Regions from separate parts of the Pan troglodytes genome. Here region 1 is linked to region 2. Evidence: chromatin contacts called from public HiChIP or PLAC-seq data. All regions are on one chromosome and are shown on one strand. Each heading gives the region's core, a stretch centred on a gene start, on an enhancer-like site or on the middle of the called end of the contact. The rest is flanking DNA. Distances are from core to core; before and after follow the strand shown. Region 1 holds the start of SLC39A14 (solute carrier family 39 member 14). Region 2 holds the start of PHYHIP (phytanoyl-CoA 2-hydroxylase interacting protein).

What was found. HiChIP or PLAC-seq counts read pairs in DNA pulled down with a chosen protein or histone mark.
Region 1: an H3K4me3 HiChIP or PLAC-seq map of stem cell-derived excitatory neurons shows a contact between it and region 2, with 5 times the contacts expected there. The contact joins the promoter of SLC39A14 here to the promoter of PHYHIP in region 2. A contact is called at or near these places in 1 of 7 Hi-C or Micro-C datasets (stem cell-derived neural progenitor cells) and 1 of 1 datasets of contacts at active chromatin or transcription factors (stem cell-derived excitatory neurons).

The regions. Positions count from the first base shown.
Region 1 is chr7:30,690,434-30,697,806 of NHGRI_mPanTro3-v2.0_pri, reverse strand. SLC39A14 (solute carrier family 39 member 14) reads right to left here and starts at 1,756. Exons shown (of 9, transcript XM_009454978.5): 1 at 1,577-1,756.
Region 2 is chr7:30,556,805-30,564,207 of NHGRI_mPanTro3-v2.0_pri, reverse strand. It overlaps PHYHIP (phytanoyl-CoA 2-hydroxylase interacting protein), which reads left to right and starts at 2,350. Exons shown (of 5, transcript XM_003311633.4): 1 at 2,350-2,892; 2 at 6,299-6,492. The coding sequence starts at 6,328.

The DNA.
Region 1 (7,373 bases), core at 507-3,006, 130 kb before region 2:
TGGCTTTTAATTCCAGCTGCTAAGTTATGATTCTGGACATCCCTTCTCTTGCTTTACCAAGGATGTATATCCTTGGGGTGGCTCCATGGGGCCCCGGGGTCTGGACTTCGCTTTTCAGGAGCTGCATCCCGGGGGATATGCATCCAAGGATGTATATGGACAAGTTCTCGTCCATATTTAGGACTTAGGTTTTAAGAGGTAAGGATAGGCCAGGCACGGTGGCTCACGCCTGTAATCCCAGCACTCTGGAAGGCTGAGGCGGGCAGATCACGAGGTCAGGAGATCGAGACCATCCTGGCTAACACGGTGAAACCCCGTCTCTACTAAAAATACAAAAAATTAGCCGGGCATGGTGGCACGCGCCTGTAGTCCCAGCTACTCGGGAGGCTGAGGCAGGAGAGTCGCTTGAACCCGGGAGGCAGAGGTTGCAGTGAGCCAAGATCGCGCCACTGCACTCTTGCATGGGCAACAGAGCGAGACTCCGTCTCAAAAAAATAAAATAAAATAAAAGAGGTAAGGATTACGGAATTGTATATGCTGTGGTTAAGGAGATCTAGTCTGACCGTGGTACTGACCTGACCCTCCCAAGGTCACAGGGCCAGTTAAGAGCAGAGCAGGGACAGAGGCCAGGGCTAACTCCCAGGCCACTCCTCGGCAGGAGCACAGCCGTCCCAATGGTCTGGGGCTCCTAGGGGAAAGCCACTAAAGACATAAACCCAAACCAGGCTTGCTCCAGGAAGAAGGATCAGGTCAAAGCTGCTCCTAACCCCACGCTTCCATTCGGGCCACAAGAGAGCACTTAGCCACTCCCCAATTGTGTCCGGAGTCCTCCTGTACAGCCGAGCCCTTTAACTGTTTAGAGAAGCCTGTCTCTGGAACCCAGGCCCTGGCAAGCACCAGATCCTCAAAAGTGAACCCCTAGTCCAGAGCAGACGAAATATTCCCGGCTCAACTGGACCTCAGGATCAGATGATGAAACTGCTCGGATGGCGACTTTGTCCCACTGCCCTCACCCACCAAGAGGGGGCAGCCTGAACCCGACCACCTAACTTGGTCATTAAGGACCAAAAATAGCCAGAAAGCCATCCTCGTGGGCAAGCCAGGTTGGAGATTCGCTCAGCCGGAAGATTGGGTACATGTACCTTCAGAGGGGAGATGGACCGGCAGGGACCCGGGGACGCAGCTCCTGAAAAGCAAAGTCCAGACCCCAGAGCCCCATAGAGCCGCCCCTCGGACTGGCCACCTACTGTCTGCGTTCTGCGTCCGTGTCCGCGCGGGGGCTCCGGGAGCCTGGCTCAGCCTTCGGCGCGGCGACCCACGCTCTGGGCACCCTTCTGCGGCTCTAGCATCCCGCACCCTCCAGGCGGACAGGCCGCGCCTTGACCTCTCCCCTCGCCAGCGCGGCACCACCGCCAGGTGCGGCCTCCACCCACCCGTCCGGGCGTGTGCCGGTGCCCGGGAGCGGCGCCCGGTCCTCGGCGCAGGGCTGTCCCCGCCCCCACCCACTGCCCCAGCCTGGGGTGCGCGGCTCCTCCGCCGCTGCCCATCCCGCGGCCCTTGGCGTCCCCGCCCTCACCTGGCGCTCGGAGGCGGCCTCGGCCCCGCGCAGCCTCACCGCAAGGTCCCAGGCGACCGGCGGCGGCAGAAGCAGCTTAGCCGGTGCGTCCGCGTAGACACGCGCGCCGACCCCCCTCACTGCGTCCGGGCCCCGGCACCGCGCGCATGCCCGGCTATATACCCGGCGCGTCAGCGGCCGGACCCGCCCCCGGCCCGCCCCGCTCGTCCTGGGGCTGCCACGTGGGGCGGGCAGGCTGGGGACCTGGCCAGCCTGCGCCCTCCTGCGCCTCGCGGCCCTGGCTGTGGTCGGCGCCCGCTCCCATCCTTCATCCGGCCGTGACTCCCGAGGACCCGCAGGCTCCTCCTGCCTCCGGAAACCTCCCGTGAAGACCTGCTCCCTGGGCGCGGGAAGCTCTCACCGCCTAGCCTCCACCCCACACCCCCTGGAGGAGAGTCCTACCCACTCTATTTAAATGTGATTTTACCACTTCTGGTTCATCCAAAAAGCTTTTCTCTTCCCTCCCCAGTTCGGAAAGGTACTTCAGAAGGGGACGCTCCCTTAGATGGTGTTTCTTCTGCATATTTCCACCAGCCAAAAGAACCAAAATTTCCTGGTCGAGTTCCAAATAAACCATATTATCTTCACTTTTCAGACTTGATGCCGCACCGCTTCCCACAATGATCAGACGCCTAAAGAACCCTACTAACCCAAAGTTGGGAGAAATGTTAATTTGGGGGTGAAGAAGGTCCGAGGAGACTCTTCCTCTGTGGGACAGTCCCATTGAGATGTATATCGGGCCTGGGAAATGTAATAGATTTCTTGAGAAAATAAACCACCCTTTCGACTCCCATTGTTCTGTTCTGCAGGACATCAGGACAATTTCCTCTATGAGCTGAACCCGCTGCCACCTGGGCCTTGGGGGGCTCGGAGGAAGGGCTTTCTAGCCCAACTGTCGCGGCTTAGTACTTGAGCTGATCCTAGCACAGTGACTGGTCCCTAGACGGCACTAGCTGTCTCTAAATTTGCGCAGGGAAGGGGCAACATCCCACTCTCTGCAGGTCTTGCGGGGAGGACCCCCGTGATGGCGGCGCTAAGGAGAAAAGGAAAGCAGACAGTCGCTGGAGCCGGTAGCAAGAACTCAGCAGCTTGCTCTTCGCCAGGCCAGAGGGGGTCAGATTCTTCATATTACTTTTGAAGAGTGTAGCTGGGCCCCGGGGCGTTTCTAAAATTCAATTATCCTCACCCCGTAATTACAGTGCTGCAGTGGGTATGGGGGCAGGGTGATATTCCTCTCATTTATTTTCCAAGTGATTTCAAAGTAATGATATCTCTTGCAGAATTTCCCTCAGAGCCCCTTCATCTTTGTAATAACCCTATTTCTCTCTTGGTTAAACTCGGTGCTTTCCAGACATTATGTCATCCGTTTGGGACTCTCATCCCACTGCAGTGGGCTGTCAGAAAGGGGCCAGTCCCCGCCACACCTTTTGTTGAAGCACTGGAAAAGGAGTGAGAAGCCCACCCAGAGATAAAGTGAAATAAGTATGCTTCCAACACACAGAGAGCTCTGAAGGGTATGAAGCCCGTAAACACATATCCTAATGGAGTGTTAAATCTCTTAAAACCAAAGCTGGAGAGCAATCCCATGGCTTTTCCAGGCAAGTTGTCAATACTGTCCACAGGAGAACTAGGCACCCTTCAAGGAGATTGCTCGGCAGAGAGGGGGCAGGACCAGACACCCCACCACCGGGCCTATCATGGCGTTCTCACTTGTTTTCAACCACACTAAAGGTGGAGCTGTCAAAGTCCACATAGGCAAGCAGAGCTGATAAGCTATCAGTAATCCATTAGGGAATACAATTAATTATTAACAAAAGGTCTTAACTCTCCGTATCTACCCACACACAAAATTCTTTAGGCATCTCTTAAATCCTTCCTTGTTGCTGGGTAGTTCTCAGTTTCTCATTCCTGGTGCCAGGCTTGGAGGCCCACTTCTCTCTGCTCTCCACTTTTTTTTTTTTTTTTTTTTGACACAGAGTCTCTGTAGCCCAGGCTGGAGTGCAGTAGTGCAATCTCGGTTCACTGTAACCTCCCCCTCCCAGGTTCAAGTGGTTCTCCTGCCACAGCCTCCTAAGTAGCTGGGATTACAGGAGCCCGCCACCCTGCCTGGCTAGTATTTGTATTTTTATTAGAGACAAGGTTTCACCATGTAGGCCAGGCTGATCTCCAACTCCAAGCTCAAATGATCTGCCCACCTCGGCCTCCCAAAGTGCTGAGATTACAGGCGTGAGCCACTGTGACCGGCCTCTGCTCTCCACTTTTTCCTCTCATTACCCATTTTCACTTGTCAAAATTCTAACTCTCCAAAGTCACCTCTCGTCTGCAAGCTTCTGGATTTTTCTGAAGCATGTTTGAACTACCCTTTCATATTTTTTTACTGTAACCCACATTAAAAACATTTAACACTGCAACTCCAATATAAATAACAATACAGCAAACAAAAATTTCACAAAATATCCATAAAGATATGCATTGCAATGATATTTTGTTATAGTTCAATTTTTTTTAAAAAAAGTGGTAACAAACCCACTAAGTTGACTTCATGACCATTATTAGGTTGTGATCCACAGAATTAAAACTTTATATGGTTTATGGTACTTATATTTTTTCCCTTAAAATTATTTCACTTTAATCTCCAACCTTATTAGACCTTAATCTGCCTTGATTACACGAGATTTCCCTATATACCTGTATCTCCTAATGTAACATCTTGCATATAACAGAGTCTCAATAAATACTTGCTGGATGAATGAACGGGCTGGCTCACTAAAAGTTTGGTGTTGGGCAATATTTAAGGGAACTTAGCACAAAAATCTGACATTTTCATTGCTACTGTTTTCCTTCTGACAAGACACCACAGCTACCTGCCAAAAGATACATAGCCAGATTTCCCGTAGCTGAGGTGAATAGAACAGCCTTGGGAAATAAGCCAGAGAAATGAGATTCTAGCCCTGATTGTGCAGACAGCGGGCTGGGGACTCCAGATGAAAGCCCTCTGTGTGGTTTGTGGTGACAAGGTAAGCAACTTGACCAAGTAGATGAGGTAAAATCCCTCTGCACCCCAGGTCTTAAGGCCAGCTTTTCATTTTTCTTTTTTTTTTGCGATGGAGTTTCACTCTTGTTGCCCAGGCTGGAGTGCAATGGCATGATCTTGGCTCACTGCAACCTCCACCTCCTGGGTTCAAATGATTCTCCTGCTTCAACCTCCCGAGTAGCTGTGATTACAGGTGCACGCCACCACGCCTGGCTAATTTTTGTATTTTTAGTAGAGAGGGGGTTTTGCCATGTTGACCAGGCTGGTCTCAAACTCCTGACCTCAGGCAATCCACCCACCTCGGCCTCCCAAAGGGCTGGGATTATAGGCGTGAGCCACCATGCCGGCCTTAGGCGCACTTTTCTTACAGTCTGTCTGGAGGTCAGTGACCAGATTTCTCTGGTGCTTTATTGGGAAAAAAATGAATTTTCTGTTTTGGGATGGCTTAACAAATTTAAGAGGATTGGAAGGAATGTGAAGGTTCTATTCAACCCGAAATCATGTCAGAGGACTCAAGTACTAGCTCCCTACATTGTCAGCTGAAAGAGAAGAGCTTTAGAGGCCTCAATTGTTCATTTCTGTTGTCATCTGATGGTTTTGACACACAAAAAAAGAAAACTGGGAAAAATACTTTGTTTAGTAAGCTATAGAAATCTGTGCATTTTAGCTAAGTTGTCTAATTTTTTGGCAAACAACTGTTCATAGTATTCCCTTACAGTATCTTTTCTTTATTCCCTGTAAGTTTGGTAGTAATGTGCCCTCTTTCATTCCTGATTTTAGTAATTTGTGTCTTTTTTCTCTGTCATTCTAGTTAAAGGTTTGCCCATTTTGCTAATATTTTCAAAGAACCAACTTGTTTTGTTGATTTTCTCTATTGGTTTTCTGTTCTTCATTAATTTCTGTCCTGATCTTTATTTTTAAAATATTATTTTTGCCCTCACCTGTGAATGAGTGTTTAGTTGGGAATACAATTCTAACTTTACAGTTGCATCTTTTTTTTTTTTCTTGAGACGGAGTCTCGCTGTGTTACCCAGGCTGGAGTGCAGTGGTGCAATCTCGGCTCACTGCGACCTCTGCCTCCTGGGTTCAAGTGATTCTTCTGCCTCAGCCTCCTGAATAGCTGGGATTACAGGTGCACGCCACCACGCCTGGCTAATTTTTGTATTTTTAGTAGAGACGGGGTTTCACCATGTTGGCCAGGCTGGTCTCAAACTCCTGACCTCAGGTGATCTGCCCACCTTGGCCTCCCAAAGTGCTGGGATTACAGGCATGTGCCACTGCGCCTGGCCTACGATTGCATTTTAAAATTTCTATTCCTCTTGTCTGAAGGCATCTATTGTGGTTCAGGAAGTGTGTGCTGGTGGTTTGACTAACTTTCTTTGTAAGCAATCTCTTCAACTTCTGGTTGGTTTTGTTTAATTGACAAATAGTAATTGTACATATTTATGGGGTACAATGTGATGTCTGGATACCTGTACACATTGTGAAATGATCAGATCTGGGTAATTAGCATATCTATCATCTCAAATATATATATATATGTATATAATATATACATATTCTTTTTTGCCTTGTCTTTGTCAGGCTATTCCTTTTTTTAAAAAAAATCATTCCTTTGTAGTGGGAACATTTAAAATTCTTCTCACTATTTTAAAATATACAGTATTAACTATAGTCACCATACTGTGCAACGGAACACTACAACTTATTCTTCCTAACGGTAACTTTATACCCATTGACCAATGTCTCCCCTTTTCCCTGTCAACCTCCCTCTACCCCCACCGTGTATCTGGCAACTCCCTTTCTATTCTCTACTTCTATGTTTGACTTTCTTAGATTCTACATACAAGTGAGGTCATATGGTATTTGTCTCTCTATGCCTGGCTTATTTCACTTAACATAATGTTCTCTAAGTTCATTCAGGTTGTCATGAGTGACAGAATGTCCTGTTTTTGATTTAAAGCTGAATAGTATCCATTGTGTAAATGTACCACATTTTAAAAATCCATTCATCCGTTGATGGGCACTCAGGTTGTTTCCATATCTTGGCTATTGTGAACAGTGCTGCAATGAACATGTGAGTGCACATATCTCTTTGGCATACTGATTTCTTTCTTCTTTTTGGAGACAGAGACTCGCTCTGTCACCCAGGCTGAAGTGCAGTGACACCATCTCGGCTCATTGCAACCTCTGCCTCCAGGGTTCAAGCGATTCTCATGCCTCAGCCACCCGAATAGCTGGGATTACAGGCGTGCAACACCGCGCCCAGCTAATTTTTGTATTTTTAGTAGAGACAGGTTTTCACCAGGTTGGCCAGGCTGGTTTGGAACTCCTGGCCTCCAGTGATCCACCCTTCTCGGCCTCCCAAAGTGCTGGGATTGCAGGTGTGAACCACCATGCCCCGCCCAGCATACTGATTTCAATTCCTTTGGGTATATACCCAGTAGTGGAATTGCTGGATCATATCTGGCTGTTTTGTTTTCACGATTCTGTCTTTCATGTTCTATAGTTTCACTATAGTTTATCTAGCAATGGATATGCTTTTCTTTTATTTTTTTGAGATGGAGTTTTGCTCTTGTTGCCTGGGCTGGAGTGCAATGGTGCAATCTTGGCTCACCATAACCTCCGCCTCCCGGGTTCAAGCAATTCTCCTGCCTCAGCCTCCCGAGTAGCTGGGATTACAGGCATGCGCCACCACGCCTGGCTAATTTTGTATTTTTAGTA
Region 2 (7,403 bases), core at 1,101-3,600:
GCAGTGAGCCAAGTTTGCGTCACTGCACTCCAGCCGGGGTGACAGAGCAAGACCCTGTCTCGAAAAAAATTAATTAAAAAAATTCTATATATGTATTTAATGTGTATTTCTGCATGGTGGGAAAATGAGAGATTTTAATTCCCTCTTAAATTTTAAAATGAAATGTGCTCGTCTCTCTACAATGATCATGTGCTACTTGTGTCATAAAAAGTTATGAAAAATAAAAATGCAGCAGAAGTGCATCTTGGCGGTTGTTTGGTTTCATAGGGAGTGAGTTATACTTGGCACACTATGGTTTGCTCTTACCACATGTTTCCTCTCGTGATCTGTAGAGAAGTCCTCTGAGGCAAGAAGAGGCAGAAGCTCCTAAAGGGCTGTGCCTTCACCTGTCGCCGGCACGCAGCTCCACAAAGGGGCACTCAGATGGCTGTTGCTCATGCTTGGGCCACAGGACCTCGTGCAGTCTCCTCATGACATCCCGAGAAGGTGGGAGGCAGGGATGGTGCTGGGGCTAGTTTTCCTTTGGCAGAAGGGGAAACCAAGTCACAGAGAACCTGCCTTTTTCCTTGCACTGCCCCTCTGTGTGGTCCTAGGGACAGGATTTTATTATTTATTTATTTATTTATTTATTTTTCGAGGCACAATCTCACTCTGTCACTCAGGCTGGAGTGCAGTGGTGCAATCTCGGCTCACTGCAACCTCCACCTCCCGGGTTCAAGCGATTCTTGTGCCTCAGCCTCCCAAGTAGCTGGGATTACAGGCGCCCACCACCACACCCAGCTAATTTTTATATTTTTAGTAGAGATGGGGTTTCGCCATGTTAGCTAGGCTGGTCTCGAACTCCTGATCTCAGGTGATCTGCCTGCCTCAGTCTCCCAAAGTATTCGGATTCTTGTGAGCCACTGCGCCCGGCCTGGGACAGAATTGTAGTCCAGATGTCATGTGCTGGCCATCACCAGGAGGTTACGTTTTGCATCTCTTCTGAGCTCACCAGCTCGGCGTGGGTATGTCGGAGCAGGACGTAGTCATGCTTGGCCAAGGGGGTGCTTAGTCCTGCCTCAGTGCCACGCACCACCCCACATTCGGCAGTTCAGGACCTAGCCAGGCTCACTGAGGTTCTCACAGCCGTTTCAGGCAGGGTTGGCTTCTGCTTGTCTTTGCATTCTGTGAACTCTCACTTTCTGCTGCTGTTACCTCCTCTGACTTTTGCACTGAGGCCTGCCGCCTCAACTCCCTCTTGGTGAGTGTTTCTTAGGCTCAGCTCACACCTTCTCCTGCTCACCAAGGCCTCACCCTGGGCCTGCCTGGTGTCAGCTGCCCCCGTGCCAATCCTCCCCACCCCAGCCGCACTCCTGCTTCCACAGCCTCCTCTGGCCTGCACCCTGCACGTGCCCTGGAGCCGCCCATTGTTCTTTCTCTGAATGAGTATCTGTGCCCTACGATTTAGTTGTGTGCTCCTCATTCTCTAATTGCATCCTCTAAATGGCCATCTTCTCTCCCGTAGAGGACTGTGGGCTCCTTGCAGGAAGATGCTGTCGATATGATGGGAACAAGAACAGTTCTGACATATGACTGGCACTTCTGATGTGCCAGGCCCCGGGCTGGGCGATTTACCTAATTATTTCATTCCATGATGACAATAAACCTGTGTGATCCCATTTGACAGATGAAGAGAGGTTGAGTGGCTTGTCCAAGGTCACCCAGCTGGGTAGCAGTAGAGCAGGGATTCTCAGCACATCCATCTGACTATAAGCCTGTGCTTTTCACCACTGCGCAACCCTTTGTCCCTGCTTGTTGCTGGACTCACATTTCCTTGGATGTTCTTCCCGATGGCCTCCACGGAGTCTGCTTCTTGATGGCAGAACAGCCTCCTGCTGCCGTGAGAGCAGAATTACATTCTCTCCCCAAGATGCCCAGGGCCGGCTTCCTTTGTGCTCAGAGAGTGGGGTGGGCTGAGGACACTCGGAGCTTGGTGTGTTCTCCCACCCCCATTTTCTTACCCCTGTGCACCCTGCACTGTGCCACAGCCTCTCTCCCAGCCCCTTTTCCTGCGGACACCCAAGCTGCCAGAGGGTTCTTGCCAGACCCACAGGGATCCCTGAGCTGCAGGTCTGCCATCTCTCTCTAGAGTTGGTAAGAAAATGGAACCACAGTTCACCAAAAGGCCCCAAGGAGAGGCTCCGGACTGAAGACAGCCACCCCAGCTTCACACACCCCATCTGGACCTTTCCCCTCTACAGCCTCCCTCCCCTTCCCCCAATCAGAGTCTTTGCTTTGGGGCCCAAGCCCTTGGCTAAGCTCCACCCCTCTCCCAGCATCCTAAAGTTTGGGGGCTGCATTCAAGTCAGAGATTTCCAAGTAGGGGGTGTGTTGGAGGGACTTCTGAGGGCAGCTTGTCCTGGAAGAATGGGGGAAAGGCGGCGTGTGTTGCTGTCCCTGAGGACATCTGTGTAGCTCCCTGGGAGACCCTCTGCCCTTTCCCCCTCCCACCAGCCCGGCGAGCAGGGACCAAGCCTGCTTATTATCACCTGACGCTGCGCAGCCGCTGATCCCATTGGTGGAGGCAGATTCGGTCTGGCTCTCTCATTCTTTCTCCCTTCTCTGCCTCTCTCTCCTCCACGCTGCTTTGATTTCGCTCTTGCCTCTCTTCTTGCGCTGCTCAGCTGGGAACATCGTCTCACCAGGGGCAGCAGCGACGCGCTGCACAGCCAGACAGGAGCTGGCTGCGGGGCATGGAAGCAGCCTCCTTGGCAGCCGGGAGAGGAGCAAGCGCACGCCACTGCCTGTGACCCAGGCGTCCGGCTGCTGTCCCCTGCCTGGGAGCTCATCCACGCAGAGGTCTCTCCCTGTCCTCCCTGCCAGCTTTTCCTCTGCAGAGCCCAGTGGAGCCAGGTGAGTACCCTTCCTCCCTGGAACCTGCTGCTGTTGATCCTGAGTAGCCGGGATCTGGGGGCTCTAGGGTCCTGCCACCACCCAGGGTGCCCACCTGGACTGCCAGGCCTGACGACCTTGTCCCCTCTCCCCCCCCCCGCCCCAGGCCTTTGGCAAAGTGGTTAATGGCTGAATCCAGTCTCTGGGGCACCACAGTTAGTCACCCCGTGACCATTCTGCTGCAGTCAGCGATGCCAACAGGGACAGCAGGGTGGGGGAAGCATTCCCTGTGGCAGGGTGGCTGTTCTGAATGGGCATGGGGAAGGGGCACCGGTGTGCGCGGCGTGTGTGTGTGTGCGCTCGCGAGTTGGCTGGAGGCTTACTGGCGCAGATAGGTCCGTCTGCCTGCAGTCATGCTCATGTGTGGGTTTTGATGGTGTGAGGCATGTCTAGAAACATATCTTTCTGGCACACGTGAGGTACATGTGTGTGGGGGACTTATTTGAGTAGCCTGTGCGTGTGCGTGGGTGGGGACACTATGAGGCAGTATATTTAGGGGTAACCATGTCCCTTTTCATGTGTGTGGGAGTGTATGCAGACAGGGGCTTTCTATATGGGGAGGTGAGACCCAGAGCAGGATGGAGTGGGTAAAGAGAAGAAGGGGCAGAAACCATTGTCTGTGGGCAGAGCCACGTAGGTGCACAAACCTGTTGGCATGAAGGCTCAGGGCTGGCAGAGTGTGGCCAGAGGCAAACACATTTTCAAAGTCTGTCTTTGAGCCTGGAGATGATTCGAGAGAGAATACCAGACTTCGGGCGGGGGCTGCTGTGTGTATGAACACACATGTGTGTGCCGGCAGGCGTGTGGGTTGCGTGCCTTCTTGTGGAGGTGGCACACACACATGTTGGTGCCTGTGGCATCCTCTTTTCCCCACATATGGCTTGTGAGGCGGTGTGCGTGGACGTGTGTGTGCGTGAGCCTGTGGACATGAACATGTCTGGGTGTGCATGGAGGTGACAGCTTGAAGAGGGAAAACTGTGGGGCATTCTTAGAATGTGGAAGATGGCAGCAGGCACCTGAATGTGGAGATGGGTGTGTGGGAGTGAGGACATCTGCGGAGGTGTGGGACGCGGGTGGGTGGGCACTCTTGGCACATGTGTGTATGCGCGTGCGTGCCTGCCTGTGTGTGGGTGTGTACATGCCTGTCTTGGGGTGGATCCACACAGGAGTGTGGGTGTTTCTCGGGTGTTGCCTCAACCTGTCCCTCACACCCTGCCCTTCCCCAGTCTTCTGGGTGTAGAGAACTTGGGTTCACACCCACCCCTCTGTCCACCCCAGCTCACTCACTGCCACCCTCCCAAGCTAGCGGGGGGATGTCATCTCAGCTTTCCCAGAACCGTAGGGAGGGAGGGACAAGCAGACACCCAGGTCCTGGAGACCCCTACCGCCAAACACAGCTGCCCCTATTTCTAGGAGGACTCCAAGGAGAGGCAGGAATAGGTGCCTACTCATGGGACGAGTGTGGGCTGCCTCCGAGCGTGTGGGTGGGTGCCGCTCAGGGCCTCTTGGGTAGGAGTGTGTCTGTGTTCGTGTGTGCGTGTGTGTGTGTGTGAGGGGCACATGTGTGTCTCCCTGGGAGCTTCTCACCAGGTTCCCAAGAGATGGTAACTCCCCACTGCTCCACACCTGTCCCCATGAATTACAAACTGGTTTATTATGGTAGGTTTGTTTCCAGACACTCAATCCCATCTGCCTGATTTTGGGGTGGGCCTGGTAGCACCCCCATGCTTATTTACCATAGGATTCCCCATGCACAAAGCCACCGGCATTTGGCTGTGGGGTGGGAGGCTAAGATGAAACAGGACTTGAGTGACACCTGGAGCAGGTAAGGGCCATCACCTTTAGCCTTCACCCTGTACTTGCCATCCAGGCAACTCACAGGTTAATACAGAGGTGCCAGGCTCTGGAGCAAGCTTAATTGACAGGAAGGTGTGGGCTGGATCCTTTGGAAGCTATAAATAAAAGTACCTGCTTTTGCAGGCACAAGATGCCCTCACCACTAGCTCCTGGGCAAGGGGAGGAGAAAAAGAGGGGAGAAAGAAGAGAAGGAGGTGACATTTAGAAAAATGAGGGGTGCCAGGAGCTGGGCTGGAGGAAGGGATTGGAAAGCAGGAGACCAAATGCCCCTGGAGAATGCCCCACCCACATCTGCGGTCCCCTCCCAGACGCTGTCACTCCCCTTCCCTTTGCTCTTCCCCATCCCGGAGCTAGGCCAGCCAGGCCAGAGTCATGGCCAGAGTCAGCTCTTCCCAGCTAAAGCACACATGAGAGTGACCGTGATGAGGTCCTTTCATACCTGGACGAGCAGCAGACATAAGGGGAGAACCAAAGGAGTAAGACAGGGAGGGGAGAGAAAATGCAGTTGCTTGAAAGGAAATGATGGAAGGAGGAAAAATGCCAGGTGGAAACACCATGGGCACCCATGCATGCACACACGCCACACATGTGCCCCTCCACCCCCACACATGAGGGGACACTATCTTAGCTTAGTGATCAAGAGCTTGGGTGCCGGAGTTCAAATCATTTGCTCTCTGCGTGGCCTTGGGCATGTTAGTACCTCCCCAACCTCAGTCACCTCATCTGTAAAATGGAGATAATGATAGTGTGTGCCTACTTCCAAGGTTGCATGAGATGTCTGTGAAATTATGAGCACATGGCCGGCCCCTAATAGATGTTAATGTTAAAAGTCATGATTGAAAGGAGTCAAGAGAAGATTGGCCAAAAGAGAAAGAGGGATCATCAAAAAAAGTTATGGGTGGAAAAAGAGCTTGAAGCCGGCTGTGCCGCGTACCCCTCCCACCGCGAATGTGTCCACATGCACCAACGTGGCACTTGTCCTTCCAGCCATGTACGGCGGCAACGCTTGCTGACCCCAGTGAGGAGAGAGGCCTGAATCTGAGGGCCCTGGCACCTGTGAGCTCTTGGCTGTCACCTGCCCCAAGCCTCGCACCTCCGCTCCACAGCAGGTGCTTCCTGCGTTTCCTCCGCCTCTCACCCGTCCTCTCCACCCCCACCCCTTTCTCTTTTCACGCCTGCTGGCTGAGGGCCCCCTCCCTCCTCGGCTCCATCTGCTGCAAATCTGTCCCCGCCCGGCTTTGCAGCGTTCCCACTGCCTCTGCCACCTGTCAGGTGCCGTCTGCTCTGCAGACCCCTCCGAGGAGAGCAAAGAGCCCCCCGGGCAGGCACCCCGTTCCACCCTCCATCATCCTTCTCCAGCCTCCCCTGTACAGTCTTTCCCATCTGGTTCATGAGGCATGAGGATTCCAGGGGTCCTTGAGGTTCCGCCTCGAAAGGGATATTGGGAGGAGGACATTCCAGAAAGCTCGCCGGGGTCAAGGGATGTACTGACCCTTTCCCTCCTCCTCAGTCCCCACAGGAGACAACCCTGACGGGAGCATGGAGCTGCTGTCCACGCCCCACAGCATTGAGATCAACAACATCACCTGCGATTCCTTCCGCATCTCCTGGGCCATGGAGGACAGTGACCTGGAGAGGGTCACCCATTACTTCATTGACCTTAACAAGAAGGAGAATAAGAATTCCAACAAGTTCAAGCACCGGGTGAGTAGAAGGTGTCCTGGGAGCCCCTCCCCAGCTTCTGTTCCTGAAGGAGGCCGGATAAGGGAACACCTGGAAGTGATGGCTTGGAGTCAGAGGCTGGTTAAAATCCACACTCTTCTTCCTGTGTCATTTTGGGAAAGTTACTTGACCTCTCTGAGCCTGAGCTCCTTCCCTGGTAAAGAGGGAATAACAATGCCAAGCCTCACGGGGTCGTGGAGAGGATGCAGTGAGTCATGTTTGCGTGGTGCTTGGCCCGGCGCCTAGCACAGAGGGAGCGTTGTTATCAGCGCCACAACTGAGACTTCAGGCAGGGGCAGAGAGCCCGGGTAGGGTGGGGCCACAGGCTTCGCCTATGGGGATGACGTCTCAAGTCTCGACAAAGCCCCGGCTCAGGGCACAGCCTCGCTGTTGGCTGGGTGGGCCACACGGGCCTCGGTCGGGGCGGGGCCCTTTTGCTGTGGACTCAGTTCTCCCTCTCGGGCCCCTCACCTGCTGGCCTGCCATTTGCTTGACTTAGAAAAGGAATGGGAGAGAGTCCTCTGTGGGTGTGTCCTTTCCTGGGGTTAAAAGCCAGTGTGGGGGTGGGTGGGAGGAAGACCCCCATCCTCTCAAGCTGGCAGAGGCAGGGGGAGTGAGGCGGCCAGCTGGCTCCCAGGCCGACGGCACCGGCGTGGGTTACTCACCCGCTCTCTTTCTCTGGAACCGGCTCTCCCGATCTGGGTGTCTTTTGGCAGGCCAGTTGCCACGGTGACGTGAATGTTCAACACCACCCCCTTAACCCTCCCCCCCATGGAATAAGGCATATTTTCCCTTCCTCCCTGGCTTCTCAGCATTTGCCGTTGCCGTGGAGACGGCACTGCAGTGTGCAGAGCTCTCAAAGTCTCCTTAAAAAATGAAGGCCTTGCCGTCCT